Regions from separate parts of the Mus musculus genome. Here all the other regions are linked to region 3. Evidence: chromatin contacts called from public Hi-C and HiChIP or PLAC-seq data. All regions are on one chromosome and are shown on one strand. The core of a region is the stretch at or near the end of the contact, and the rest is flanking DNA. Distances in the headings are between cores, read along the strand shown. Region 1 overlaps Mrc1 (mannose receptor, C type 1). Region 2 overlaps Mrc1 (mannose receptor, C type 1). Region 3 holds the start of Hacd1 (3-hydroxyacyl-CoA dehydratase 1).

The links. Hi-C and Micro-C count contacts between places; a contact is called where the count stands out from the background. HiChIP or PLAC-seq counts read pairs in DNA pulled down with a chosen protein or histone mark.
Region 1: a FOXA1 HiChIP or PLAC-seq map of pancreatic cancer cells shows a contact between it and region 3. The contact joins the enhancer-like site here to the promoter of Hacd1 in region 3. A contact is called at or near these places in 12 of 39 promoter capture datasets (the 3T3-L1 cell line, 3T3-L1-derived adipocytes, the C10 cell line and 6 more), 1 of 15 datasets of contacts at CTCF or cohesin (the NIH/3T3 cell line), 5 of 484 Hi-C or Micro-C datasets (embryonic fibroblasts, granulosa cells, liver and 1 more), 8 of 115 datasets of contacts at active chromatin or transcription factors (embryonic stem cells, large pre-B cells, microglia and 3 more) and 3 of 9 other capture datasets (adipose tissue, liver and pancreatic islet).
Region 2: a contact with region 3 is called in a Hi-C map of peritoneal macrophages, with 2.8 times the contacts expected there. The contact joins the enhancer-like site here to the promoter of Hacd1 in region 3. A contact is called at or near these places in 12 of 39 promoter capture datasets (the 3T3-L1 cell line, the C10 cell line, the HPC-7 cell line and 6 more), 1 of 15 datasets of contacts at CTCF or cohesin (large pre-B cells), 10 of 484 Hi-C or Micro-C datasets (the C10 cell line, the HPC-5 cell line, bone marrow-derived macrophages and 7 more), 7 of 115 datasets of contacts at active chromatin or transcription factors (bone marrow-derived macrophages, embryonic stem cells, fibro-adipogenic progenitors and 3 more) and 2 of 9 other capture datasets (adipose tissue and liver).

The regions. Positions count from the first base shown.
Region 1 is chr2:14,277,287-14,281,578 of GRCm38.p6, reverse strand. Mrc1 (mannose receptor, C type 1) reads right to left here. Exons shown (of 30, transcript NM_008625.2): 11 at 1,595-1,743. Among named protein-coding and RNA genes, the nearest start is that of Mir511, 18 kb to the right of the region's middle. Within about 2 kb of position 2,123, at least 29 of the 459 cell types and tissues checked have an H3K27ac peak or open chromatin away from gene starts, as enhancers often do. A contact at or near this core is called in the NIH/3T3 cell line and pancreatic cancer cells, where this site is marked.
Region 2 is chr2:14,248,152-14,252,332 of GRCm38.p6, reverse strand. Mrc1 (mannose receptor, C type 1) reads right to left here. Exons shown (of 30, transcript NM_008625.2): 4 at 3,362-3,526. Among named protein-coding and RNA genes, the nearest start is that of Mir511, 11 kb to the left of the region's middle. Within about 2 kb of position 2,297, at least 58 of the 459 cell types and tissues checked have an H3K27ac peak or open chromatin away from gene starts, as enhancers often do. A contact at or near this core is called in the HPC-5 cell line, the HPC-7 cell line, adipose tissue and 7 more, where this site is marked.
Region 3 is chr2:14,054,438-14,058,932 of GRCm38.p6, reverse strand. It overlaps Hacd1 (3-hydroxyacyl-CoA dehydratase 1), which reads left to right and starts at 2,898. Exons shown (of 7, transcript NM_013935.3): 1 at 2,898-3,202. The coding sequence starts at 3,066.

The DNA of each region.
Region 1 (4,292 bases), core at 874-3,373, 220 kb before region 3:
AGTTAATTTTCTCTAAAGCTCCCCATTCCCTGAGACTTTTTTCAGATTCCTAGATCTTGCACTGAAACTGACTGCTACTGCAATAGATGACAGCTGAGGCTGCTCTGATCCCCTGACCCACTGGCTACAAGATTCATTCATCTTTCTTGATAATCAGGTCAGGCCCCAGGTGCCTTGTTTGTTCTTGAAGCTGTATGTTTGGGCACTCAGTCATCTTTCCATCAAGTAGATACAGGATAGTGGGGCCTGAGCGCAAAGCTGTGGTGCCAGCACATGGATGGCTAGAGTGGGAGGATCTTGAGTTTAAGCCCAGCCTACATAGTGAGTGCCATAGGGAACTCTAACAGCTACATTGTAGGTTCCAGTCTAACCCTGGACTATACAACAAGAGACTTTGTCTTCAAGACTCTCAGTGGTCACAGCTGAGCTATGGTTCTAGTTTAATGGATTTTTATTCTTGAAGATATTCCAGTGCTCATCACTCAGAATCCTCCTGGTGAGTAAGTAACCAAGGCAAAGTAAAGCTACCCAGTAAGAGCTGTGACTTTCCCCAAAACTGAAACAAACAAAATGAGAATGTGTTCATTTACGTGATCTTGAATCTCACAGTTCCAGTGTTTAATGATTTAATAATCAAATAGCAGGTGTACAAACAGTGTAATCTGAGTGGTGACATCAGTTCCCCACTCAAAGCTGCTCATGCAAATTTGACTAACAGCTGGAGATTAGGATGTATTGAGCCAAGTAGCAAACCCATGCGCTTAAGTGGTTATTCCTCGAATAGCTTAGAATAGAATAGAATTCTTAGAATAGAATTGTGATTCTGGCACACTGATTTGCTTTCTGTAAAGGGTATTGAAGTGTCTGAGAGATGGCATTGTCAGTAATATTATTTGCCAGTAACATCAGTGTATAAAGATAAAGAAGCTCTTAGTGTCTGTTAGAGTCTACTTTGGGTCTCCAGTCAACAAAAGCAATTCAAAAAACCAAAGCAGCTGGTTGGTCCAAAACCAGATTCCTCAGACTAGCTTACTGCCAAGATTAGTATAAGTCTAGGCTTGGGCATCTCTAGTTCTATAAATCCTGAGTTTCAATTTCTACATCTTTTAAAAGAAGATACTTAAATGCCCCCTTGTTATTCTTGGAAAGATAAAATAAAATCCCATGTTTGTAAAGGGTTAATGCAAAAATTGGACTAATGATTCCCCATAAGCGTTTGCATTGGTCCCACCATTCAACGACATCCATATTCATATTCAGCCCCACTGAAAAGTTTTACATCTGCTTTCTATAGGGCCCCGTTTTGTGAAATTAGGCAAATATTCATAACACCTGAGAGCACTTGAAATGTTTCGTTGCTTTAAATATACCAGAACCAAATTACTTAAAAATTTTCTCTTCCTCTTTGCCCCAGAATACTGAAAGCTGGATGGGAGGGCATGGGAGAAGAGAAATGCAAAGATTACTTAAACACAACTGACTCGCATGCTGCATTGGAGAGGTGTCTGCAAGACTGACAGGCTCTGCTGGAAAGAATGAGGGAATGCCCTGAGCATAGACCCCTAGACCTGCCCTGAGCACAGCTCCCGCATACCTGGCATGTCGGCATTCCAGTGTGTAAACTGCACCTGCTCGTCCACAGTCCACCGAAACGTCCCTTTGTTTTGAACATCTGAGAGTCCTGTCCAAAAATATTTTTCAGGCCTCAATCCAACCAAACTAGTCAGGAATGCTTGTTCATATCTTTAAAAGAATTAAAGTAACTAAACTTTAGAAACATTTATGCAAATTTCTTAAATTATCAACATGAAAATTATTTCAGTTTTATACCCGAGATATTGTTTCATTGATAAATTCAAATATTGCTTTACTCTTCTGTAGCCATTTCCTCTGGATTCTAACATTCTCTCTTAAAGACAGAACATATGTCATAGATCCAGGAAGCTAAAGAACTTAGAAAGCTCAGGAGGTTTATGAAAGTTACAAGACTCACAGGGCCTCTTCCTGGGATTATAGAAGCAATAAATAATTGCTAGGGAGACAAGACTCTTCTACAGAGCTACGTGTAAATTGCTCAGGGCGTGTCAGGGATGCAGCCTTCATGAATCATCACCCATGCTGAAGTGGGCTTTCCAGTGAGGGAGCTGCCAATAAATCACTCATATCCACATATGTAACCTTTGCTCACACTCCTGTAAGTTACCCTGTAAACTCCCTGATTCCCCAAGCTGGACCTGGGGGGAATCATTTCCTTTATGATCTGGCATGAATAAACATTTCATAACTTCCCACAAAGAGTCACACAGGAGTCATAGCTTTATATCGTTTACATTATAATAGTCTTCACTAAGGAAAAGTAAGTTTATGAAGTTAAACTACCATCTATCTGAGTGGATTGATCCATTCAGACATTGTTCTCTCATTCTCATATTGGCCTCTCTAGCCTTCACAAAATTTAAGAGAACTTTGAAAATACAAAGAAGAAAACTACAGCAGTTGGAAAAATTATTTGAAATGACCAGACCACTTTTTACACAGGTCAAATGCCCTGCTCAATTCTTGATTACAGATGATAGGGTTATCAAGGAGAATCACGAATTGGGACCATCTTGTTTCTTTCCCTTTCTGATGATAGGCTATAGATCTGTCTTAGCTTAAAAAAAAAAAAAAAAAAAAAAACACTTGAAATAATGAAGGCAACTTGGGCGGAAATGTCTCAGAAAAATAGGCACTGCATTTTCAGGAACATCAAGAGCCAGGGAGAACAAAGAGGACTGTGGGCCCTGATAAAAATGGCAGATGTTATATTTAACCATAGTCCGAATAATTCCAGATGCCTAAAAAGAGCAATCAAAACACTATAAGTACAATTTACTTTCTAAAACATGAAAAGGAAATTTAATGACAGTTAAATACAAAGAGCTAAATACAAATAGCTCAGAGAACACGAGAACACATGAAGAGTAATTCTCTTCTTGTATACGATTCTTTAACCAATCAATCACAAATGTATATCCATGGTATTTAAGCAATTCATCTGCTCTGTCTTGAGAGAATACATATCTGTGTTCTAGTAGTTAGATGTTTATATTAGCATGTCATTGCTGGGAGAGGAAGATGCAGTTTGAAACACAATCCTCTGATATCTATTTTTATCACAGGATTTTTAGTATCAGCAGGACTCTGTGGGTTTTGAGTCTGCCCTGAAGCAATAAAATGTCAGTGACTTTTGAATTTTTTTTAAGTTTTTTGAATGTATAAGCCAAGCTTTGAGAAGAGTAAGAAAGAAAATAAAACAAAGAAGTAAGTAAACCTCAAAGATGAATGAAACCTCAGAGCTTAAAGTTCAAATTTAAAACCCTCTACTTTCTGTTTGATTTTCTTAGCCTATCATTCTATTAGCCAAGCCAACAAAGCTTAGTTGATTACTTAATTAGTTAACTAAGATAAAAGAATAGAAAGAATGAGTAGAATATTTGCAGATAATACAGTCTACATTTGGGAAGTTGGGATCATAATTTTGGGCCTCTGACCTGCCTTCCTTAGTAATAAGTGATAAGACCCATCCTATCAATCCCAGGGATCTATGTGCCACACCCTGGAGGGAGAAAGGCTGTAAGCCCTGAGAGGCACAGAAGAATCTTGGCACCTGCTGTGTTTCCTTGCTTAGTCTATTAGCCAGTATTCTCAAGTAATAGAGTTTCTCAACAGCTCACAAAGTGTTCCACATGGCTGAGCTGGTGGGGATTCCTGGATGGTGCAGGTCAGTAGAAAAGATGGAATTTCCACTACCTTGTCTTCCACTTCACCCTGTTTGTCTCTTCACCTGCATCCTTATATAACGCTCGATCTCTCTGTCTCTCTGTCTCTGTCTGTGTCTCTGTCTCTCTCTCTTTCTCTCTCTCTCTCTCTCTGCATCTGTGTGTGTGTGTGTGTGTGTGTGTGTGTGTGTGTGTGTGTGTGTGTGTGTGTGTGTGTGTGTTTCACATATGAAAACCAGAGATCAATGTTGGGTATCTTCCTTAATCTCTCTCCACCTTACATTTTGAGTCTGGGTCTCTCACTGAACCTAGAGCTTACCAGTTCATCCAGGCTATCTGGCCAGTAGCCTTAGGGATCCTCCTCTATCTGCCTTCATAGAGCTAGGATGACAGACGTATACTATAATGCCTGGCCTTTTACCTGGGGGCTAGGGATCCAATCTCAGGTCCTCATGCTTCTGTGACAAGCACTATATTCACTGAGCCCTCTCACCTGACCCTCTCCTTTTGACATCCCCTAAGTGAATCAGG
Region 2 (4,181 bases), core at 1,048-3,547, 190 kb before region 3:
AATTGGTTCACACACACACACCAGGGTATCAAGCCAAATATCACTTCCTCCAGCCCTTTTCACTTTTGTAAGTGTTCAAATTACACATAGTTATGAATCAGGTTTAGGAACTGAGGATTAAATAGGGCATTCTGATATGCATGTTTCTGGAGAAAAGCTGAGGCAAAGACAGCATGGCAGTGGGCCGTGTGCAAGTAAGTATCGGGTAGAAGCATGCCACCCTGTGGGCAGTACAGAACCACACTACAAGTTAGGAAGACATTTACTGGCATTCAGAGATTCTTATGTTTGCATTAAGGTTCTCCCTGGTGCTTTGGGCATACCTGATTCCTGCTATTTTATGAGTGAGATTCGGGCAAGATAAAACAGAAGACAGAGATGGACTCCAATTTGGCCCTTTTTTTATGAACTTAAAGCATGAAGCAACTTACCTCAGCTTTCACCCACTGATCTGCCATGCCCTCTATACAGTGAGATAACAATATTTATTTGCAAGGTTAATATCGGTTTCAGACGTAAATTCCAGTGTCTGGCACATGGCCCCTATCCAATAGAAGACAACAACTTGTTTGTTTGTTTACTTGTTTGTTTGTTTATGGCCTCAAGTTTCAGATTGTTCCACCTTGGCCTTTGAGCATGGGGATGACAGGTGTCAACCACCATACCCATACTAACAATACTTTCTAACTTCAGAGTCATCGCTCTGGTGTATGCATATTTTTAAAATCCTGTTTACTTTCCAAACTCCTCTAGTAAAATACACCTTATTTTTATTATGGGTTGTTTTCCAGTTTGGATGCCTATTTCTCACAACAGAGCAGATCACAAACACCCATCTGCCACACCATTATCCCCTAGATTCCTCCTCAGTAAGGGCCTAAGGATATTGAACACTGAGTATCTTTCTTCTTGAGAAAGGAATGTCTTTCCTCTGTTTAAGATTTTTGCATTGGGTCAGCCTGGGTGTACTAACAGAATGCCCACTGCAAAGTTATCCAGATAGCCTGCTCAGTGAGGAATAAATGTTTCTACTTATTTAAAGTGTTTATAAATAGATTATGGGGAATTTGTGCAAAACAGTAAATAGGTAATAAAAACTGAGGGGATAATTTCACAAATAATGTGATTGCTACATTACAAGAACTGAGTTTTATCACCAGGGGCCATATAAAAAGCCACGTGTGGTGGAGCATTCATACAGTCCCTGTGCCAGGGAGGCAAAGACAGAAGGATCCCTGGGTCTCAGTGGACAATCAGACTAGCCTAATCAGAGAGCCCCAAAAAGAAAAGGTAGATAGCTACCAAAGTATGCCACCCAACGCCACACAAGAGTTATTGGCCAACAAAAACTGCATGCCATTGGTTTTGTTTTGCTTTTGTTATAGTAGTGATTTTATTTATTTATTTATTTATTTATGATTTTTGAGTGAGAACATGAGGCTGGATAGGGAGGGAGGGGAGAACCTTGATCTGGAGGTGTTCAGGAAGCAGAATGAGTATGATCAAACTATTTTTTTCAAAGAATAAATAAAAATATTATTTCTTTTAAAAAATAAAGTGACGGGTTTCTGAGGCACATCACCAAAGGATGCAAAGGCTGAGCTGTGTTTTCTACATGCACAGGACACAAACGGATGTAAACCTGTACAGACACACAAAATGTAAATAAATATCTCACAAAAGTGCTAATAATAAGCCGAGGGAAATGGAAAAGATTCCATTCAGTATGCAAGGTTTGGGCGATTCTAGATTTAAAACGTGGTGTGGCAGAGAGACAACCATGCCACCCACGAGAAACCAAAGACCTTTGCTAAGAGGCAAAATGCTTCCATGGTGAGCTGTAGGTGGAGAGATGGCATCCTGGAACCGGGTAAATGTGTTTCATGATTAGAAGTTAGGGGTCACTGAGTATGTTGTAAACACAGCAGTCACAGGTCCAAGATCTGTTATGTAACAGTAAAGTCAGAGGAACTGGAGGGAGCAGGCTTTAACAATGGGGAAGAAGAGGTGTTTACTAATATTTGACCCTATTATCCACTTCCCCAAGTGTGGCCTTTTTATTGACTTTCTGTTTAGTTTTATATTTGAGGCAGATAGCCTGTAGCTCAAACTGATCTGCAACTGGCGATGAGCTGGTGGGTGACCTTGAATTTCTGGTCTTCCAGCCTCTATTTCCTTCATGTTGGACATAGAGGTGTGCTCCACTGCAGTGGTTGAAAAGAAAAGTACCCCTCCCTTAGGTCTACTTATTGTAACCCTTGGTCTCCAGTTGGTGGCAGGATTTGGGAGGGTTGTGGCAGCTGTGCATTGCTAAAGGAAGTATGTCAGTGGGAGTAGGCTTTGCAGTTTTATAGACTAGTCTCACTTCCTGATTTCTCTCTCTCTCTCTCTCTCTCTCTCTCTCTCTCTCTCTCTCTCTCTCTCTCTCTCTCTCTCTCTCTCTCCTTCTTCTATGTAGCTCAAAATGTGATTTCTGTGCTTCCTGCCTGCTAGGTCAGCCTCATGCTCCTTCCGCCTTGCCTCCCATGTCATGATGGATTCTGCCCCTCAGGAATTGTAAGCCAAAATGAATCCTTTCTCTCCTAAGTTACTTTTGGCTGGGGTATTTTATCACCATGGCATAAGAATAAGTGATATAATTACCATTCCCATTTTACGTTTCTGTGGCCAATGTTTTATTTTTCAAACACAGAACAATTCTCTTGTGCGTGAAAGATGGGAAAGAATTCTAGAAATCAAACCCCGTTCTCCTAGTATTGCTTGCTAGGCAATACTTGAGACTGACTATTAGAGATTGAATGTATATTGTTTTCTCAGTCAAAGGCTAGTTTACAACTTGGTAATAGATGTTTTGAAAAGCCAAACAGTACACTGTAGAAATAATACAGATCTGGGAGCTGGAGAGGCACAAGGTAAAGGGGACTTAGGTTTGCACAGGAAGTATTGACTTGTCTCTGCTCCCAATCATTCATTTCATTTTATCATCTTAACCTCTCTGATGCTAATGAGAAATGTTTGGGACGATGGAACATGGTTGGTACTGCTGGGTCCAAAACCACACCATTCCATGACAGTGGCTGCCTTTGTTCTTTGCTCAGTTCCATCTTCAGAACAGTTCTTAACATGTACTCTAAAGACAGTCACAACTGATAAAACAAAGTGCAATCATGACATGGCAGCTGCTTGCCATCTCTGGTGCTGGTTTCTAAACACAGAGTTCTTATATGAACCGTACCATCTGCTTGGGGACAAACTTTTTCGTGACATTCATAATACCTCTTAGTAACTATCTACTTGTAAGTCACACGCTATGGGAACCAAGTAACCTTGTTGTACATACGACTGTGAGTTCTGTCATTACCTGTGAGGTACATTTGCTCGTGGATCTCCGTGACACTCAGGAGGTCAGCATTCTGCTGCTTGCAGCTTGCCCTTGCCTGATGCCAGGTTAAAGCAGACTTGGAGTTTATCTGGTAAAGAATGCCAGTCAGTGGATCTTTGTTCCATAATCTCTCGCTTCCCTCAACTGAGAAAGAAGACAGTGAGTTAGCTGTGTTACACTTGGGAGATGTGTCCAGTGAACAATACATTTTTTAAAACCACCCAGTTCTCATGATTACATCTTCCGCTGTTGTCCCTTATTTTAAAGCCTTTTTTTCACTCCTGAGATGAAGAGTAGACTCATCATGAGCCAACTTCATCTGTAATGTTTTATATGCCTAAGGCAAGAAAGAGAGACCATCTCCTTGTTTCACTGCTGAGACATTTGGACCAGATGATGGGGCAGACACCAGAAAGACAACTCAGGATGCCAGCCCAGTGTTCTGGAGCAAGGAATGAAATAGGTAAGGAAGAGAAAAATAAACGAGTAGTTTTTGTGGCCAGGGTCTCTCTGGTTCCAATTGCTCTTTTAAGAAAGAAGGGCATAGGTTGTAGAGATGTCTCAGCTGTTAAAGGCTAGGCTCACAACCCAAAATATAAGAAAGATGGCATAAGAGGGAAGTTCACAGGTTTCTTCAGGCAGGCTAATAGGAAAGCTCCATTTTCAGAGCTCCATTTTCTCATCACCAGGACATACTTGGCCTACATCTTAGCAACAGAGTGTGTTAATTGTTAGGCTTTTTTCTCATAGTTAAAAAAAAATGGTCATTTTAGCTTATATTGACCCTGTGTTGTTATAT
Region 3 (4,495 bases), core at 1,649-4,148:
TAGCTTAGTAAATCTGTTGTTACATATTCCTAAGTATTTAATATTTTTCCAAAATGTTACATTTTGCACTTTGTATAAACCATCATTATTGTGAAAATGAGGTACAATCTTGGGCCCAGTTCTGTGGTTTGCACTAATCTCAGCCAAATGGCTAAGAAGTGACTTAAAAGGAGTGCTTGGAAGGGAGATGATTTATTGACCATGGAACAAACCCCACCTCTGCCATTACATTGGGATTAATGACAACACTAATTTGTAAATATACACTTTATATATAATTTAATATATAAATATGTAGTATATTTATATATTTAATATATTTAATTTATACATATTTTAACTTGGTGTGAAAACAGAAATCACAACAGCCTCTGTTTAGTTTTGGTCTTTCTTCCCCACAGACATTAATAACTTCAAGCAATGCTGTTACTGCTAATTTTTTTCCTTTCTAATTTCATAGAAAATAATCATACATTACATATGTTGTTTGGCCTCTTTAGCTCAGCAAAACCTTTATGAGATTCATTTTTGTTGACTGGCTGGCTGCTCATCTTCTTATTCTGCTGAGTAATATCGTACTAAACGAGTACACTACCATTTGTCTACTCATACATGTGTTAATGGACATGTGGGTTATTTTTAGTTTAGGGCTACTATGACTAAACTGTTATGAATACCCGTGTCTAATTCATTGTGTGGGCATATGTTTTTGTTTACCTTGGTTAAATACAAAGGAGGAAATTGCTCAGCCATATGACAACTAAACGTGTTGATCTTTTAAATAAATTGATAAATTGTTTTCCAAAGCAGTGTTCTCTTTAGCCCCGTGAAGAAGGCCAGTTGCTACACACCCTTGCCAGCCCTTTGAAATGTTAGCCACTTTAATTCAAAATTTCCCTACTCCTAGTGAAGCCAGCAGCTACGAGCGTGGCACTGATGAGTTCTTCCTTCCCGTGTGCTCTACATTCTCTTATTTGCTAAAAACAGACAAACAAAAGCAGACTCCTTTATTGAATTAAACATACTTTATTTTACTTGTGTGTGGTGTGTCTTTCTGTGTGTATGCCGTGTGTGGGTTCCCGAGGAGGCCAGGAAAGTGGATTAGATACTCAGGAACTGGAGTTTCAGGGCTGTGAAACCACTGACCCGGGTCCTAGGAGCCAAACTCGGGTCCTCTGGAAGAGCAGCAGGCACTTTAAACTGCTGAGCTCTCTTCCTAGCCCCTGTCCTATCGAATTATAAAGACTCATCATATACTCTTGTTACTTGAATGTATGGTGAATATTCACTTTTAAAATTGTTTTTGGAATAGATTTTTACATTTTAATGTAAAATTTTAAGTCTTCTTTCCTTTCCTCTTTCCTTCCCTCCTTCCTTCCTTTCTTTATGATAGTTGTACCTAAGAAGTCTTTGCCTTTTTTCCTAACATCAGAGATTCTGTTTTCTTCTTGTTTCATATGCTTGCTTCTGTGTTTAATTCTATGATCACCTTGAAGTTAGCACATAGCCATGATGTAAGATTCATTTTTTCTGTGGTTGTCCAGTTGCTCCACTCATTGAAAAGATTAAAATTCCCACACTGAATTGCTTCAGGTTATGGTGTATTTGAACTCTGCAGTCACATTGGTCCACAATTCCCTTCTGCTTACTATTCTAGGTTGACCATTGTAGTTTCATAGTGAGGTTTATAATAAATAGGCTATGCACATGCTCCTAGTTCTTCCTATACATGTTCATGGATCTGTAGGTTTTAGCTTTTCAAATAAAACCTGCTGGCATCTGGAGAGAACTGACATTGTAACATTTTGAGATTTAGAGGCCTGTTGTGTCATATGGCAGTGATTTAATGTTCAGTGTACAGGGCCGGCACCTGCTTTAGTAAATTTATCCCTAGTACACTTTCCACTTGGAAGGTTTTACTTAACCCCACTTCCCCTGACATTTCTGAAACTGGACGGGTAATCCTCCCATTTCACATCCACAACAATGTGCACACCCAGGGGAGTTCATGGACAAACCTATAGTCATTTCTCCCCTCTGACAGTGTTGCCCTTTGCAAAATGTCTTTCTCTCATTATAAGCAAGATGCCTGAAAAGTACTAATATGCATACTTCAGTTGACAAACAGTATCAAGTCAGTACTTGATTTTGATGGATCATTTCCTTAACCCTATCTCTCTATGAGGTTTACCATTTTATTTTCTTTTGCAGAAATGTAGGCATACACAAACTTCTAAATTCCCAGACTGGTGGAGTCAGGAATTTGGGGGTTGAATTTCAGTAAACTGACTCTAGGCTGCTTGCTTAGCCACACTCTATAAAGGGAAAGGAAAGGGGGCTATTACCAGAATGGTTCTTGAGAAGAAGAGAGAAAAAGGGGAGATTAAATGTGGAGAGCCATTGGGCACTTCTTCCCAGCAGGACAGGAAACTTGTTAACACCATGGCTGGATTTCCTGTCAGTATCCTAACACCTATCCCTCTTTGCCTACGTCCTTTCTCCCAGCTTCCTTTAGAACAGATCTCTAGAACCCATGACATCCGTCTGACCCAGTAATGAAAGGCATGGGGCAAGGCTAGGCCGGAGTTGCTTCTCCAGAAACTCGGGAGAGCGAGCATTTGGTAGGGAGACCCTGCTCTCGGGGCAAAACCCCTGCCACCTCGGGTGCACTCGCTCTATCTGGACAAGGCTCTCCAGCGGGGCACCCACTGCCAGGGCGCACGTCGCTCGCGTCTCTCTAGGAAGAGGTCGCAGCCAGTGCGGACAGCTCTCCCGCGGGAGCGCGCCGCGTGACACTGCCTGGAAGCCATGACCCCGGCTGGCCCACCCCGGGGCTAGGGCCCTGAGCGCGCGCTCCCGAGAGGCGGCGCCGGGGCGGGGCGCGCGGCCGGGGGCGCGCTCCTCCCCCTCGCGGGAGGCCGGGCAGGCGGCGCCGACCCCCCGCGCGTCGCACATGGAGCGCTGGACCGAGGCGGCGGCCGCGGGCAGCGGCACTTCAGTGGCGCGCTCAGCCGGCCCCTCCCGCTCCTGTGCGCTGCTCCTCCGGGTCCGCGTGCGCGGTCACCATGGCGTCCAGTGAGGAGGACGGCACCAACGGCGCCTCCGAGGCCAGCGACGAGAAGGAAGCCGCCGGCAAGCGGAGACGCCTAGGCTTACTGGCCACCGCCTGGCTCACCTTCTACAATATCGCCATGACGGCCGGGTACGTGCGCGCGAAGGTCCTTCCACGCTCCGCAAGCACCAGTGCGGTCCCTCAGCGATCCGGGCTCGGGGACGCGGGGAGCGCGCTCTCGCGGGGCTGCTGGGGGTCGAGGGCGCGCGCACGGGGATGGAACGGAAGCGCACGGGGGAACTGTCAGGGGTCTAGGCGGAGGCGCGCGACGGTGGCGGGGGCTTTTGGAGCGAGAGCGCGCGTGTCGGCCAACTGGGGGTCGCGGCCCCGTAGGCGCACATGGAGCGGGACAGCGCGTGTGCCCGGCCACTTGCGATCGGAGCACTCTGGGAGAGTGGCCGGGGCGCAGAGAGCAAGAGCGCGCGTGCTGGGCCCTAGGTGGTCGCGGCGCGGCGGGGGCGCGCGGCGCAGTGGGGGAGGGGCGTAGCGGGGTTGAATGGAGCGGGGCGGGGCGGGGCGGCCAGCCGCCGCTCGCTGGGCATTGCCTAATACGGTGCACGGTGTGGCGCGGCGGCACGGGGCGCGGGCCGGAGGTTAAGTATAGACCCGGGCAGGAATGTGGGGCCGACCCACGGGGCAGGCGACTGCGGCTCGGCCGCCTCCGCCTGCTGTTGAAGAAACGGCCCGGTCTATTCACCCGAGCCGGGAGCTGTCCGCTGGCTGTGGGCACCGGACCCTGGCCGTGTGGTTCCTGGTGCTGTGGATTGCTGGGCAGTGTCTTCACCTACTGTTTTTTCTTCACCTACTGTTTTTGTTTTAAGCATGGCACTTAGAAATGCCCACTTGGGACTTTGTTTGAAACATCTGGAACAGGGCAGATAATCAGCATCTTTCTGGCCTTGTCCTTTCCAGATTACCGACTACCCACCCTACTCCCCATCTCTGGCCTCCCCCCAGACCTAGTGTGAGTAGGAAGTTAGGATCAAAGGGCTATCAAATGACTTATGGGTCTACTGTGACCGAAACCCATTATGAAAATGTCCTTTGCTGTCTTGCCTTTAGAAAGAGTTACTTTCTCAATATCTTCTCACGTTTTAAGTTAGAGGATTGTGAAGAAACCTTTAGTATTTAAAAGTCTCTGAAGCTTATAGAAAAAATGTGAACGTGTAAAAAAATGTGATTCTATTTAACAAATGTTCCTGTCGATCATCTAGTATATATTATACTACTGAACATCAAATATAATTAGTTCGTAGATATGTATTTATTGGGGGTTACTGTGTGCCAGGGACTGTGCTGGTTCCTTTGGCTGTCTTCTAATTTTTAGTTTTCTGCAATCCTGTGAGGGGTACAGAATAATATTTTAGAGTGAGGTATGGAGAG